Regions from separate parts of the Sus scrofa genome. Here region 2 is linked to region 1. The links are chromatin contacts, called in public Hi-C maps. All regions are on one chromosome and are shown on one strand. The core of a region is the stretch at or near the end of the contact, and the rest is flanking DNA. Distances in the headings are between cores, read along the strand shown. Region 1 holds the start of CYP3A22 (cytochrome P450, subfamily IIIA, polypeptide 22). Region 2 holds the start of LOC110259856 (cytochrome P450 3A29-like).

Region 1 (6,478 bases), core at 247-2,746:
GTAGTATCGCTTTCTGCAGAAGGACTGAAAGTGAGAAAGGTGAAGAGAGAAGAAGGTACACAAACAGCTTAAATGTGTTATATTTCTGGTGAGTTTTAAGAACCTTTGAGGTTTTGTTTTTCACATAATCCATGGTTTCTCAGCCAAGAAGATACAGGGCATGGTTCAGGGTGCTGATAATGAGCCGATGTAATTTCTCAATGTTTAACCCTCATATCTCTCTCATCAGGAATTCAGCGGCGTGGGGGTGGGGCTCACAGGTGACATCAACTGCTACTATAGGCCTCTGCCTTATCAGCACCTCGTTACCCAATAAAAAATTCCTCACTTGCCAAAAAGCAGGAGGCCATCTGCTCTGACCCTGCCCCCCCTTTTCTCCGTAGAAAAACCTTCTGTGTACGTTTTGGAGTCCTGTGTGCTGTATGAACCATGTCACTGGTGGATAAGGAGAGAGGTGTCCACTTGGCCATTGGGCTGCCTTCCTCTTTTCAGTCTCCTTATACTCACTGATCTTGGATTGTGACTTTTCCAGGGAGAGGGGGCCATTTTTTGGTCTAGAATCTAACTTGCTAACTATTGCAGGACCCTCTGAGGGGTCAGCCTGAATTGCTACCCTTGGTGCAGCCATCACCATCTCCTCCACGTCCTGCCTCTCCCTCGGGGGCCTCCTGTCTACAGAATCCTGATGGATCGTCCTGACTGTGTAGAGAAAGTGGCCGAGGCCAAGCCAGGACCTCTTGTTGTATGAACAGCCCAGGAAGATGGCGTGGTCACTAAAGAGCCATAAGAAAAGGGGCCCCGCGGACTTACCCCATCAACACAAGTCCACCAACCTTTCTGGATGCCCACTCTGTAGAAAGCCCTGTGCTGGGCACCAGGGCAATAACTGTGACTAATACCCAGGCTGTGCCCAAGCTCTCCATCTGGTGAGGGGATGGAGGTGAGGAAACCAGCAGTGGTGCTGGAGGCAATGGACTTGTGTGCAGGGGACAGAAGACCCAGTGCAGGAAATGGTTCTCTCGGGTCAAGGAGGTTGGTTAGGAAGGACTCTGAACTCAGAAGGTTCTGTCAGAGCTGGGATTTGAAGGATAAGTAGGAACCTTATGGGGGTAACAAGGGCATTGCTGGGCAGAGGGAACCACAGGGGTAAAGATTTGTAGACCTAGCTCGTCTGAAAGATTTCAGGTATTTTGGACTTTATTTCTGTCAGTCATGGAGACAGGGCTGTTTAGGAAATTTAAGGTCAATGGCTTTATTTAAGTTTCGGTAACCTCATTGATGATATTGATTTGGTTGTTTATTGAATTCCTACAGAATATGAACTCTGGGGAGGACTAACTGGAGTGTCCATGAAGCTTTGCCAGCTCTCAAGGCAGGAGGGGCTCCAGCAGGTGGAGCACAGGGGGCTCTTCCATTGGCTGCAGCTCCAGCCCCACCTCCTTTCCCAGCACTTAAACCTCCAGCCCCAGTGACTCTCCAGTGGGCAGCAAGGGGACCTCTGCACTCTCAGAGGCAAAGAGCAGCACACACGGCTGAAGGGACGCTCAGAGGAGGGAACCCCAGAGGACGGTGGCCATGGACCTGATCCCAAGCTTTTCTGTGGAAACCTGGCTGCTTCTGGCTACCAGCCTGGTGCTCCTCTATCTGTGAGTAGCGGTCCAGGCTCATCTCCTCTGTAACCTTGGACTTGGTTACAGAGCAAATCTGCTCCCCTTTCCCTTCGCCATTTGAAGATCTAGGCAAGTGGAGGGGTAGCTGCTGAAGCTTTGGATGCTACAAAGACAAAGGGGTCCCCACTGATCTTAGCCAGGTCTGTCGAAGGGGTAACACCACCACCACCTCCACTCCATTCCTGCTACTGCAGTTAGAAGTGTTTGGCGATGTTATTTGCTCTTGGGGATGACCTTCTGATTGACTTTCGGTTTGCATGGACCTAGACTAACCAACCAGAATCCAGTAAAGCAGATTGAAAACAACTGGCCCCTGCGCCGTGGGGTACCCCCCCACTTTCCCACACCTGGGGATCCTGAGCAGGAAGAAGTAACCTAACTTGGGTTTTCGTTTCCTTTCAGCCTCTGGTTTCTGTATCTGCTGCAAGAGACCTGTAGAAAGATTGGCCCCTGTGTCACTCGTGGGTTCCTGCTCCCTCCCCTCCTTTCCCGGGGGTCACTTACATAAGGTGCCTGGTCCCCCAGACTTTGCGGAGGGCTGGAGACTCGCCCCTCTTGTCACACTCAGCCCTCTCCTGGCACTCTCTTTCTAAGACTCAGTCCCTCTGCCCTGCACTGTGCAGAACGTCTGCTCCAGAATGAGGAACCTTTAGCTCTGGGGAGACGTGGCAGAGACCTTGATGTCCTATTCGTTTCTCTCACCTTTCCCTCCGTCTCCGGAAGAGTTAGCGTCCGTGTATACACTTATTTCCCCTGTACTATGAAGTCTGCTAAGGCACAAGCCCCCCGTCCAATGTGGGTTCAAAGTGTTTTTTCTCTTTAAGTACAGCGCAGCAGGATGAATCTAAACCATCCAGCGGGAGAATCTCTTTCCATGGTGGGATTCCTGGTACCATGGCACTGGTCAGGAGAGGACTTACGTTCCAGTGGGTAGACATACCCCCTCCAAATCACATTGGACCTCAATTTCACTGTCACTGAGTATAGGAAATCATGATGATATGGACATGGTTAATATCAACCGTGTAGTTCCTTGAAAAAAAATACTAAGAGTTCAAGGTATTGCAGCAACCTTGATGATAGTGTAAAATTAATGGTTTAATTTCATTCTATTTAGTACCAGATTTCAAAAGTTGATATCAGTATTTCCAGCTCCTTTTTTTTTTTTTTTTTTTTTTTTTTTTTTTTTTGCTTTTTAGGGCTGCACCCATGGCACATGGATGCTCCCAGGCTAGGGGTCCAATCAGAGCTACAGCTGCCAGCCTACACCACAGCCACAGCAACACAGGATCTGAGCTGTGTCTGTGACCTACACCACAGCTCACGGCAATGCCAGATCCTTAGCCCACTGAGCGAGGCCAGGGATCAAACCTTGGAGTTCCTAGTCATATTTGTTTCTGCTGTGCCAGATGGGAACTCCAGCATTTTTTTTTCCCCTGAATGATGAAAGAGGGGTGTATTCAGAAGATGCAAAGGTATGTAAAAATAAATTCACCATTTAGGATAATGTCTGGAATATGAATCTATTGTACAGATATATACTTCTATGATATATATATTAAAATATACCTGCCAGCAGTTTATTTTAGTCTTCGGTGCAGGCGAGTAAGCGTGCCTGGGGGCCAGTGATGATGGGGAGGCATCCAGGGAGGGTCAGGATGGAGGCGAGAATATTCCTCATTCCTCAGAGCAGACCTCCCAGAGATGCTCATCTCACCTGGTCCCACAGGTCAGCAGGGTTGGCATCTCACCTGCTTGAAGCCTGACGATGGCAACATCCTCGAAGTCACACTGTGTGGTCTGGCACTGAGGCTGGAACGAGATGGTGTCAGCAGGCAAACACCACCATAGCCGCTGGTGCAGCCAAGAGTCAGTGGCTGCAGGCAGTGCTCTCCTGACGTCGACACGGTGTGAACACAATAAGAATGATTGGCTTTATGGTTGGGCCCTTCCTTTGTACTCAAAGCAGCTTTACTCTACCAAAAAATAGGAAGCTGGAAAAGGAACCCAAGAATTCAGCCAGCCCACCCTCGGCCTTGAAAGGAACCATGTGACTTTAGACATCAGACCAGATCTTTCCTTGGGGCCAGTTTTCTGTTACATTTGCTCAGTTGCTTGGCAAATTGCCCAGCCCCTCCCTCCCCCCTTTTTTGGTCAGTTGATGCCCACACCTCCACCAGCTGTTCTGGAGGAAAGGCAGAAACACCCAGCTGCGGTTGGCCAAGGTTCTTCTGTGGGCCCTTCCAACACCCGTCCTTCCATGTGATGTTGGGGTTTCTTTGATCATTTAAGATTGCTGTATTTTTCGTATGGAAAGTCTGAACCTGTACTACCTTAAAGACTAACCTCCAAAGAAGAAGAGCCAGGGTCCTAACCCAGCATTCTGGAACATTTTATGTCATAACACTGCTTCTTTCGGTATCCACAGGCTAATAATACCTGAAGTTTGGGGGGGGGGCATATCTTTTAGCTGAAATCACCTGTAGGGATATTGAGCCTTTATACAGAGCATCCCTTTCAGCCGTGCCGCCCTAATTGGCATCCACAGAGTTGGCCTTGGAGGATTAGCAGCTTCATGGCTGAAATGGTTTCTTCAGCCTCTCTTCTCCACTCTCATCTCCGAGTAACATCAGAGGGAGCAGGCTTGCAAAGATCCAGAACCTCGAATTGTGCGACATGGCACCCATAATACATGCAGGATGACCTGCAAGCCCTCGAGTCGTGGGAAGCAGCAGCCCTAATGGATTTTTGACATAGGTGACAACAGAGGCAGTACACTAATTGCTTTATGACTGATAAAGTTGAAAAAAAAAATGAGTGCGCCTGGTCTGTGCGTAGCAGGTGAATATCATGGGTTAGAGGGCCAGACGCCATGCAGGGGGAATGGTCTAGAAATGGATCCTTTTTTTTTTTTTTTTTTTTTTGTCTTTTGTCTTTTTGCTTCTGTTGTTGTTGTTGCTATTTCTTGGGCCGCTCCTTCGGCATATGGAGGTTCCCAGGCTAGGGGTTGAATCGGAGCTGTAGCCACCGGGCTACACCAGAGCCACAGCAACGCGGGATCCGAGCCGCGTCTGCAACCTACACCACAGCTCACGGCAACGCCAGATCGTTAACCCACTGAGCAAGGGCAGGGACCGAACCCGCAAACTCATGGTTCCTAGTCGGATTCGTTAACCACTGCGCCACGACGGGAACTCCTAGAAATGGATCCTTTCATCATGGGTTCCTTTGTACAGTTTCATTCAGGGAACATAGGGGCACTCACCCTTCTCTGCAGCTCACGTCAACCAAATTGCCTGAGGACAGAGACTCGGGTGTAGCTGAAAGGTGCTCACATTTCTGCAGCGACAGCAGAAGTCTTAAACACAGTTTTCATTCTGCAGATAAGAACCCTGTGGTTGCTCCAAGGCCTGCTTATGAAGGTAGAGTTAGAAAGAATCAGATCCTAAAAGGAGGGCAGGTCACAGAGGGAAGGAAAAGCAGAAAAGTCTCCAAACAAACTGTAAGAACAATGTCATGGGAGACTCTCAGTTATTGAGTGGATGCAGTTAACCAAACTCTTATGTTCTGGACAGAAAAAAAAAAAGTTTCCCCTGTGTACCTAGAATGAGAATTTCCCAATCTCATTGGAAAAGTCAACCTAATAAATAAGAGTGAAGTTTTTGGAGGAATTACAGCCTGAACCTCTCAGGAGCACTCACACTGGGAACATCTATCAAGTCCTCACTCTAGGACTGGGGTCCTGAAGACTTCAGCTGCTTTTAGCTAATCATCATTCTTTTTGGGTCTCGCAGTGGTGGTGAGAAAGGAGATGACGAGTGAATGTAATTATTGCTTTTGGAGCTGCTGTCATTATTTATCACCTACGCACGTCTCCCCAGTTTGACGGTGGCAAGTTCTGAGTCCCCCAGCCCCTATTCCACAGTCCTGTGACCCGGTTTTCTTTTTTTTTGCTTTATAGATATGGGACCTATTCACACGGACTTTTTAAGAAGCTGGGGATTCCCGGGCCGAAACCTCTGCCTTATTTTGGAAGTGTTCTAGAATACCGTAAGGTGTGTGTTGTCTTTCGCGTCTCATGGTTGCCAGTCCCAGCTGAGTTCCACGGTAATACTGCCCCATCCCAGGAGGAAGATCTGAGGTTTCACCGTTTCTAGAAAGAGCATCATAGGCCCTACTTAGCACACGGCCACATTTGCCCCATGGCTCCATTGTCAGCTGTCAGGGGCCCCAGGCAGACAGCCCAGCTCTCTGGCCAATTCAGCCCAAGACCTGAAGTTCCAGTTTGTAAGCACTGAGGAAGATCTTCTTTCTGCCAGACGCAGATTCGCAGGAAGGCACCACCTGACTTGTTATTAGGAGAGAAGCATGAAGGGAGGGCCTGGTCACGGCTCATCCAGTGGTGCCCAAGAGTCAGACTTTCTGGGTCACAGCATGAGCTCCGGGTGTGCTTATTTTTTTCTTCCTCCCTTATTGCTTGAAGGATTCAGTTTCTAGGGCAGCCCAAATATTCACTCTTGGGTAATTTGCACATGCCTTGCTCATGCTCAAGACCTGCTGACCCCTGCAGTTTTTCCCACCTTCTACTCCGCCTCTTGCTACCCATCACATCTTTTGGGATTTGAGATATGGAACAAGGGCTTTCTGCATTACTGCTGTGCCTTCAAAGGAGAAACCCCGTGGATAAGTTTGAGCAGGAGTGTGAGAGTGTAACGAAAATGGGGGTTGTTTACTTACTTCAGGTATTTAACCGCTAAATGAGGTTGTTTTTTTTTAACAAGGCAGAATCATACCGAATTACTAGAAAG
Region 2 (6,550 bases), core at 1,919-4,418, 160 kb after region 1:
AGTGCCTTATTGAATGGTCATTTACATTTTCTGTGTCCCAGCTTGCTCATTCTTAAAAGACGGATCATACCGATACCTATCTCACAGGTCTGTTGGGTGGATTGAATCTCTTAATGCTGGCCCAGTGCTTGAGGATAAGACTTTTTTTTTTCTCTCTCTCTCCCTATCTCCCCATCTCCCTCTCCTCCTCTCTCTCCCTCTCCCTCTGTGTGTGTGTGTGTGTGTGTGTGTGTGTGTGTGTGGTCAGTGTGGTATGATGTTCCCCTCTCTGCAGTCCCAATAGAAAAACTACTTTAGAATTGAGAGCTCAGGACCTAAATGTGTGGTTGTCCTCTGCCAGGTCCCTCTTGATTCCGTCTTGGCTTCAGGGACCCTTGGATCCTGACTGGGCTGGGAGACTTGGGGATCTTAAATGACATATAAGAGAAGGAGGAGAGACACAGAGGTGGAGAGAGGCAGGCAGTGAAGGGGACTGTGGTTGGGATAAGGTCGTCTTAGGTCAATTCTGGTCAGTTTCTCTCTCAGACAGATGAGGAAACAGACCCCAGGATGCCCAAGTTCACACGCTTCCATCGCATCCATCCTTCTGATTCTCTTGTCTTCATGTCTTTCAAGAAGAACAGAGTTTAAGGAAAGAAAGGTCAACCACGTCCATGCTAAGGAAGCACAGGTCCTGACCTACATCTCGGTATTTATTTGTGAAGTTAACTAGTTTAGAGTCTCTTTCCCCTTTAAGTGTAGGCTTCATGAGAGCAGGCTTTTAGCTTCTTTATAGTTAATCTTAACACATGACCTAAATGCAGCAGGCATGGACCCCAGCCAACAACAATGTTGGGGTGAGGTGCCCACCTCCTCTAAGGCTAAGAGAGAATGTTCAGTCACTATCTTCCCATCCCACCATCCTTCCCATCCTGGAAACCAGGAGACCCCGAAAAGTTGTTTATTCCCTTCCCCAAGCCACCAGCACTTAAATACCACCTGTTACCCCAGAATGGCATTATCAAGTTTTGCCCTACCGCAAAGAATGAAGAAATGAGCTTAAAAATAGAAAAAAAAATAATACTGTTCGCAAAACCTCAGGGATGATATTATCATATAAAGTGGAGTAAGTCAGAAAGAGAATGACAAATACCATACGATATCACTTATAAGTGGAATCTAAAATATGGCACAAGTGAACCTATCTACAAAACAGAAACAGACTCACAGACAAGGAGAACAGATTTTGGTTGCCAAGGGGGATGGGGGAGGGAGTGGGATGGACTGAGAGGCTGGGGTTAGTAGATACAGATACAAACTATTACATTTAGAATGGATAAACAGCAACAGGTCCTACTCTATAGCTCAGGGAACTATGTCCAATCTCCTGGGATAGACCGTGATGGAAAAGAATACTAAAAAAGAATGTGTGTGTGTGTATAAAATGCACGTATGACCGAGTCACTTTGCTGTATAGCAGAAAGTGACACAACATTGTAAATCAAATACACGTTAATTTTAAAAACAATGAAGGCATGGGAGCAGAGTTATAAACACACAATCTTGCTCACACTGTTTTCACACAGATTGTGACCTATGAAATTTGAATCTAACATATAAATCACTCCAGACTAATGTTGCTTCCTTATACGGTGATCAATTCTTTGAGCCAGTGGAAGTGGAAGTCAGGACAGCCTTCCCGGAAGAGGAGTCACTTGGCTAACAGCATAACGGGAAAGGAATAGCAGGCTTATTGTGCTTCTTGCATCATTGAGTCTCTGACAACCTGTTTACCTGTACTGATGTCTGAGCCTAATGCTTCCCTGAGTGTTATTTGATTTTCACCTTTGACTGATTGCCAAGAACTAAGAAAGAAGATAGGCCATTTACGTTGATGAGACACTGTGTTCTCATACCTGTGTCACTACTTCACATTGGCTGTTCTAAAACTACCTGTTTGTGTCCCTAACTTCAACCTGAATAATGTCTAAGTCTTGGTCATTTTTGTGTCCTAAGCATATAGAGCTTTGAAAGCATGTGACAAGCCCGTATGTGAAAACATGGGCTTTTAGACAACCTGACATTCACCCACTTGGCCTTGAGTCAATGAACGGATGAATAGATGTGTTCATGCATTTCACTTAGCAGGTGCTTCCTGGAGAAAGTATGAACGCAAAGATGACTAACTATGATGGTAGAAATTTCATGCTGTGAGATAAGCTCCCAAGGAAATAAAGAAAGCAGATGACATAGCTGGGACTCACTGCAATTTATCAATGAGACACCCACTCATTCAGGCTATTGTTCAGAAGTCCAAGGGACTAACAGACTAGAGGGATGGAGGTCTCTCTTTCTGCAGAAGGTCTGAAGTGAGAAAGGATGAAGCAAGAAGGAAGCACACACACACAGCTTAAATGTCATGTGTTTCCATTGAGTTTAAGAATCTTTGTGATTTTTTTCACATAATTCATGGTTTCTCAGGCCAAGGAGACACAGGACATGGATCAGAGTCATGACAATGAGGTCATGTAATTTCCAGAGCCTCAATTTTCAGGTTTCTTCAGGAATGGGGTGGGGCTCACAGATGATACCAACTTCTGCTATAGGCCTTCTCCTTACCAGTTCTCAAACCCATTAAAAATCCCCTACTTATCAAAAAAGCAGGGAGCCATCTGCTCTGGTAAGTATCACATCACTGGTAGATAAGGAGTTTGGGGTCCACTTGGCCACCAGGCTGCTTTCCTTTCTTCACTCTCTTTACACCCATTGATCTTGGACTTGCAGCCTTTCCAGAGAGAGGGGCCATTCTTTGCTCTAGAATCTTTCTAACTTGCTGTCTATGGCAGGACACTCTGAGGGCAGGACAGCAATTGTCCTGAATTGATACCCCTTGATGCAACCATCACCATCTCCCCCATGTTCTGCCTCTCCTTCTGGAGCCCTCTTGTCAACAGAATCCTGATGGATCCTCATGGATGTGCAGTGATGATGGCTGAGGCCCAGCCGGGACTCCTGGTGTACTAACAATCCAGGAAGATGGTGTGGTCACCAATGAGTCACTTGAAAAAGTCATGCGGTGACCTGGTGGTCTTACTTCCAGCAACACAATTCCACCAACCTTTCTGATTCCCACTCTGTAGAAAGCACCGTGCTGGGTACCAGGGCTATAACTGCAACTGATACCCAGACTGTGCCCAAACTCTCCATCTGGTGAGGGGACAGAGTGGTGAGGAAACCAGCAATGGTGCTGGAGGCAATAGATTTGTGTGCAGGGGACAGAAGACCCCAGCAAAGGAAATGCTTCTATCTGGTTGAGGAGGTTGGTTAGGAAATTTCTAAGACAGGGGGTTATGTCTGAGCTGGGATTTAAAGGATGAGCAGTGGATGTAGAGAGAAAACAAGGGAATTTCTAGGCAGAGGAAACTGCATGGGTAAAGATCTGTCGATCTAGATTGTCAAAAGAATTTCAAGTATTTTAACATGTGGGCAGGTATGGAGACAAGTGCATTTTAGAGGAGATTAATAGCCTGTGGTTTTATGTGAGTTTCTGTAATGCTTGGGATTACTGATAACCCTGACTGAGTTGTTATTGAATTCCCATAGAATATGAACTCAAGGGAGGACTAACTGGAGTGTCCATGATGTTTTGCCAGCGCTCAAGGCAGGAGGGGCTCCTGCAGGTGGAACACAGGGGGCTCTTCCATTGGCTGCAGCTCCAGCCCCACCTCCTTTCCCAGCACTTAAACCTCCAGCCCCAATGACTCTCTAGTGGGCAGCAAGGGGACCTCCACACTCTCAGAGCAGCACACACAGCTGAAGGGACACTCAGAGGAGGGAACCCCAGAGGACGGTGGCCATGGACCTGATTCCAAGTTTTTCTGTGGAAACTTGGCTTCTCCTGGTTACCAGCCTGGTGCTCCTCTATCTGTGAGTAACTGTCCAGACCTGTCTCCTCCATAGCCTTGGGCTTGGGGTGCTAAATAGGTCCTCCTTTCCCTGTTTTTTTTTTAATTATTCAATGGATTTTATTACATTTATAGTTGTACAATGATCATCACCGCCCAATTTTATAGGATATCCATCCCAAACCCCCAGCCATCCCCCCACCCCCAACCTGTCTCCTTTGGAAACCATAAGTTTTTCAAAGTCTGTGAGTCAGTATCTGTTCTGCAAAGAAGTTCTTGCATCCTTTTTTTTTTTTTTTTTTTTTTTTTAGATTCCACATATGAGTGATAGCAAGTGATATTGGTGTCTCACTGTCTCACTATCTCTGTCTGTTTTGAAGATCAAAGTTAACTGAGAAAAAGTTGCTAGAGCTTTCAGTGGTACAGAATTTTTTTTCTCATTTCTACCTAGAATGAGAATCTCCAAATTATGGCAGAATCAAGTAACTCTTAACATTAGTTTTCTGGAAGAACACCAGCCTGAACTCAGGAGCACTCAAACTGGAAACATATATGAAATATTTGTTCTAGGATTGGGACCTTTTAGACTTCAGCTGCTTTTAGCTAATCATTATTACCTTTGATGGATCTCATAGTGGTGGGAAATGAGATGAAGAGTGAATGTAATTATTCCTTTTTGAGTTACTAATTGCTTATTGCCTACATGTTACCTCTGAGGTTGATGATTGCAGGTCTGAGTCACTGACTAGCCAGCCCCAGCACCTGTTCCTCAGTCCCTGTGACCTGGTTTTCTCTTTGATTTTGTAGATATGGGACTTATTCACATGGATTTTTTAAGAAGCTGGGGATTCCTGGGCCGACACCTGTGCCTTATTTTGGAAATATTCTGGCCTACCGTAAGGTATGTGTTATTTGAGCTCCCTCTTTGCTTCTTACAGTTGCCAATTCCAGCCAAGTTCCTCAGTAAAAGTTCCTCTCCTCAGGAAGAGGAAGTTCTGAGGTTTCACACTTTCCAGAAAGGGCACCATGGCCCTTGCGCAGCACATGGCCACATTTACCCCACAGATGCATTGTCAGCTGTTAGGAACCTCAGCTTTTCCCTCAGACAGCTCAGCTCTCTGGCTGATTCAGCACAGGACTTGAAGTTCCAACTTGTGATTTTTGTGAACAGGATTTTCTTTCTCCCAGATGCAGGTTCCCAGGCAGGGACAATCGCCTTTAGAAGAAGAGCATTACATGGGTGCCTGGTTTCATTAAGTTGTGTGCACTAGAGTCAAACGTTCCTGTTGGTAGCATAAACTATAGCCATAAGCATAAGAGTTCATACTTCATATCCTGATTCTCCCAACCGAGGCTCTCCTTGTCTCATTACTGCCTGAGAACTTCCTGAACTTCTTTCCCTCAGAAGCAATATTTTCCTTGTCACCCCTGCTTTCCAAATGAACTCTTTAGTAGATGTACCCCAAGACCTGCAGTTCTGGGACCTTCATTTTCATAGTTAAACCATCGAATATCACAGCAGAGGAGTTCCCATGTGGCTAAGCAGGTGAAAGAGCTGACATTGTTGTCTCTGTGAGGATGGGGGTTCGATCCCTGGCCTCGTTTAGTGGGTTAAGCATCTGGCATTACTACAAGCTGCAACATAGGTCACAGATGCCGCTTGGTACCTGAGTTGCCATGGCTATGGTGTAAGCTGTGGCTGCAGCTCAGATTTTGACCCCTAGTCCAGGAACTTCCGTATGCTGCAGGTGCAACTGTAAAAGGGAAAAAGAAAAAAATCACAGCAGAAACCTAGTGACAAGAAAATTCTTCTTAAGTTTCAGGAGTGAAAACTCAGAGCAAGTGCTTTAATCCTCGCTATCCTTTGTGGAGCTGTGGCATCTCCCCATCTTTTCCGTGTTGAGCTGGAAAACTCAAAATCAAGTCCACTTTGCCACTTATTCACTCGCTCACTTTCTCACTCAACACACATGCCTTAGCCTTACTTAAATCTGCTAGACTAAGACGTCGCTGGTCACTGATGGTTTAACTTTCTAATTCTTCTAGAATTCTAGAGAGGGCTCATGAGGTACGTAAAAAGGATGTTTAACTAGGAAATGAAGGTGTGTGCAGGAAAAATTATACTTTTTCTCAGCTTCAGTTTTTTCATGTGTCCGTGGAAAATTAACTCAGAGTTACGAGATTTGAGAGACAACACTTAACACAAGCAAAAACACTTCAGAAAAATAAGGATTTACTCAGTATTCACAGACAAGGGTAAGAATGACTTTAAACTCTGTTTAAAAAATCTTGCCTCTTTTATCTTCTTTCCCCTTGCCAGTGAAAAATAGTAAGCCTGATTTGATGTGATTCAAATCATTTTTGTCCCAATTAGATGTATGTAGGGATCAGTACATTTCAACTAACAGTCCAATTTTTTTCTTACAGGGGATTTGGGATTTTGACAATAAATGTTTCCAAAAGTATGGAAAAATATGGGGGTAAGTATTGTATTCTGGAACTTTCCATTGCATAGATTTGCTATGGTGAGTCGCCCCCTTGTGGTGGAGGACAATCTTAGCCCAGAGCTCCTGGGGATGAAACCTTCTATTGTAAAGCTTTGGAGGCTTGTTCCACCAGGGACCCTAGATGTCACCAGGTGCCCAGCTCCCCAGTCTGAATCAGGC

What was found. A called contact is a pair of places that touch in the nucleus more often than the background predicts.
Region 2: a Hi-C map of liver shows a contact between it and region 1, with 2.9 times the contacts expected there. The contact joins the promoter of LOC110259856 here to the promoter of CYP3A22 in region 1. A contact is called at or near these places in 1 of 5 promoter capture datasets (liver), 7 of 47 Hi-C or Micro-C datasets (differentiating spermatogonia, embryonic fibroblasts, fetal liver and 3 more) and 1 of 2 datasets of contacts at active chromatin or transcription factors (alveolar macrophages).

The regions. Positions count from the first base shown.
Region 1 is chr3:6,625,364-6,631,841 of Sscrofa11.1, forward strand. CYP3A22 (cytochrome P450, subfamily IIIA, polypeptide 22) reads left to right here and starts at 1,497. Exons shown (of 14, transcript NM_001195509.1): 1 at 1,497-1,646; 2 at 5,632-5,725. The coding sequence starts at 1,576.
Region 2 is chr3:6,786,560-6,793,109 of Sscrofa11.1, forward strand. LOC110259856 (cytochrome P450 3A29-like) reads left to right here and starts at 3,169. Exons shown (of 13, transcript XM_021086162.1): 1 at 3,169-3,906; 2 at 4,692-4,785; 3 at 6,312-6,364. The coding sequence starts at 3,836.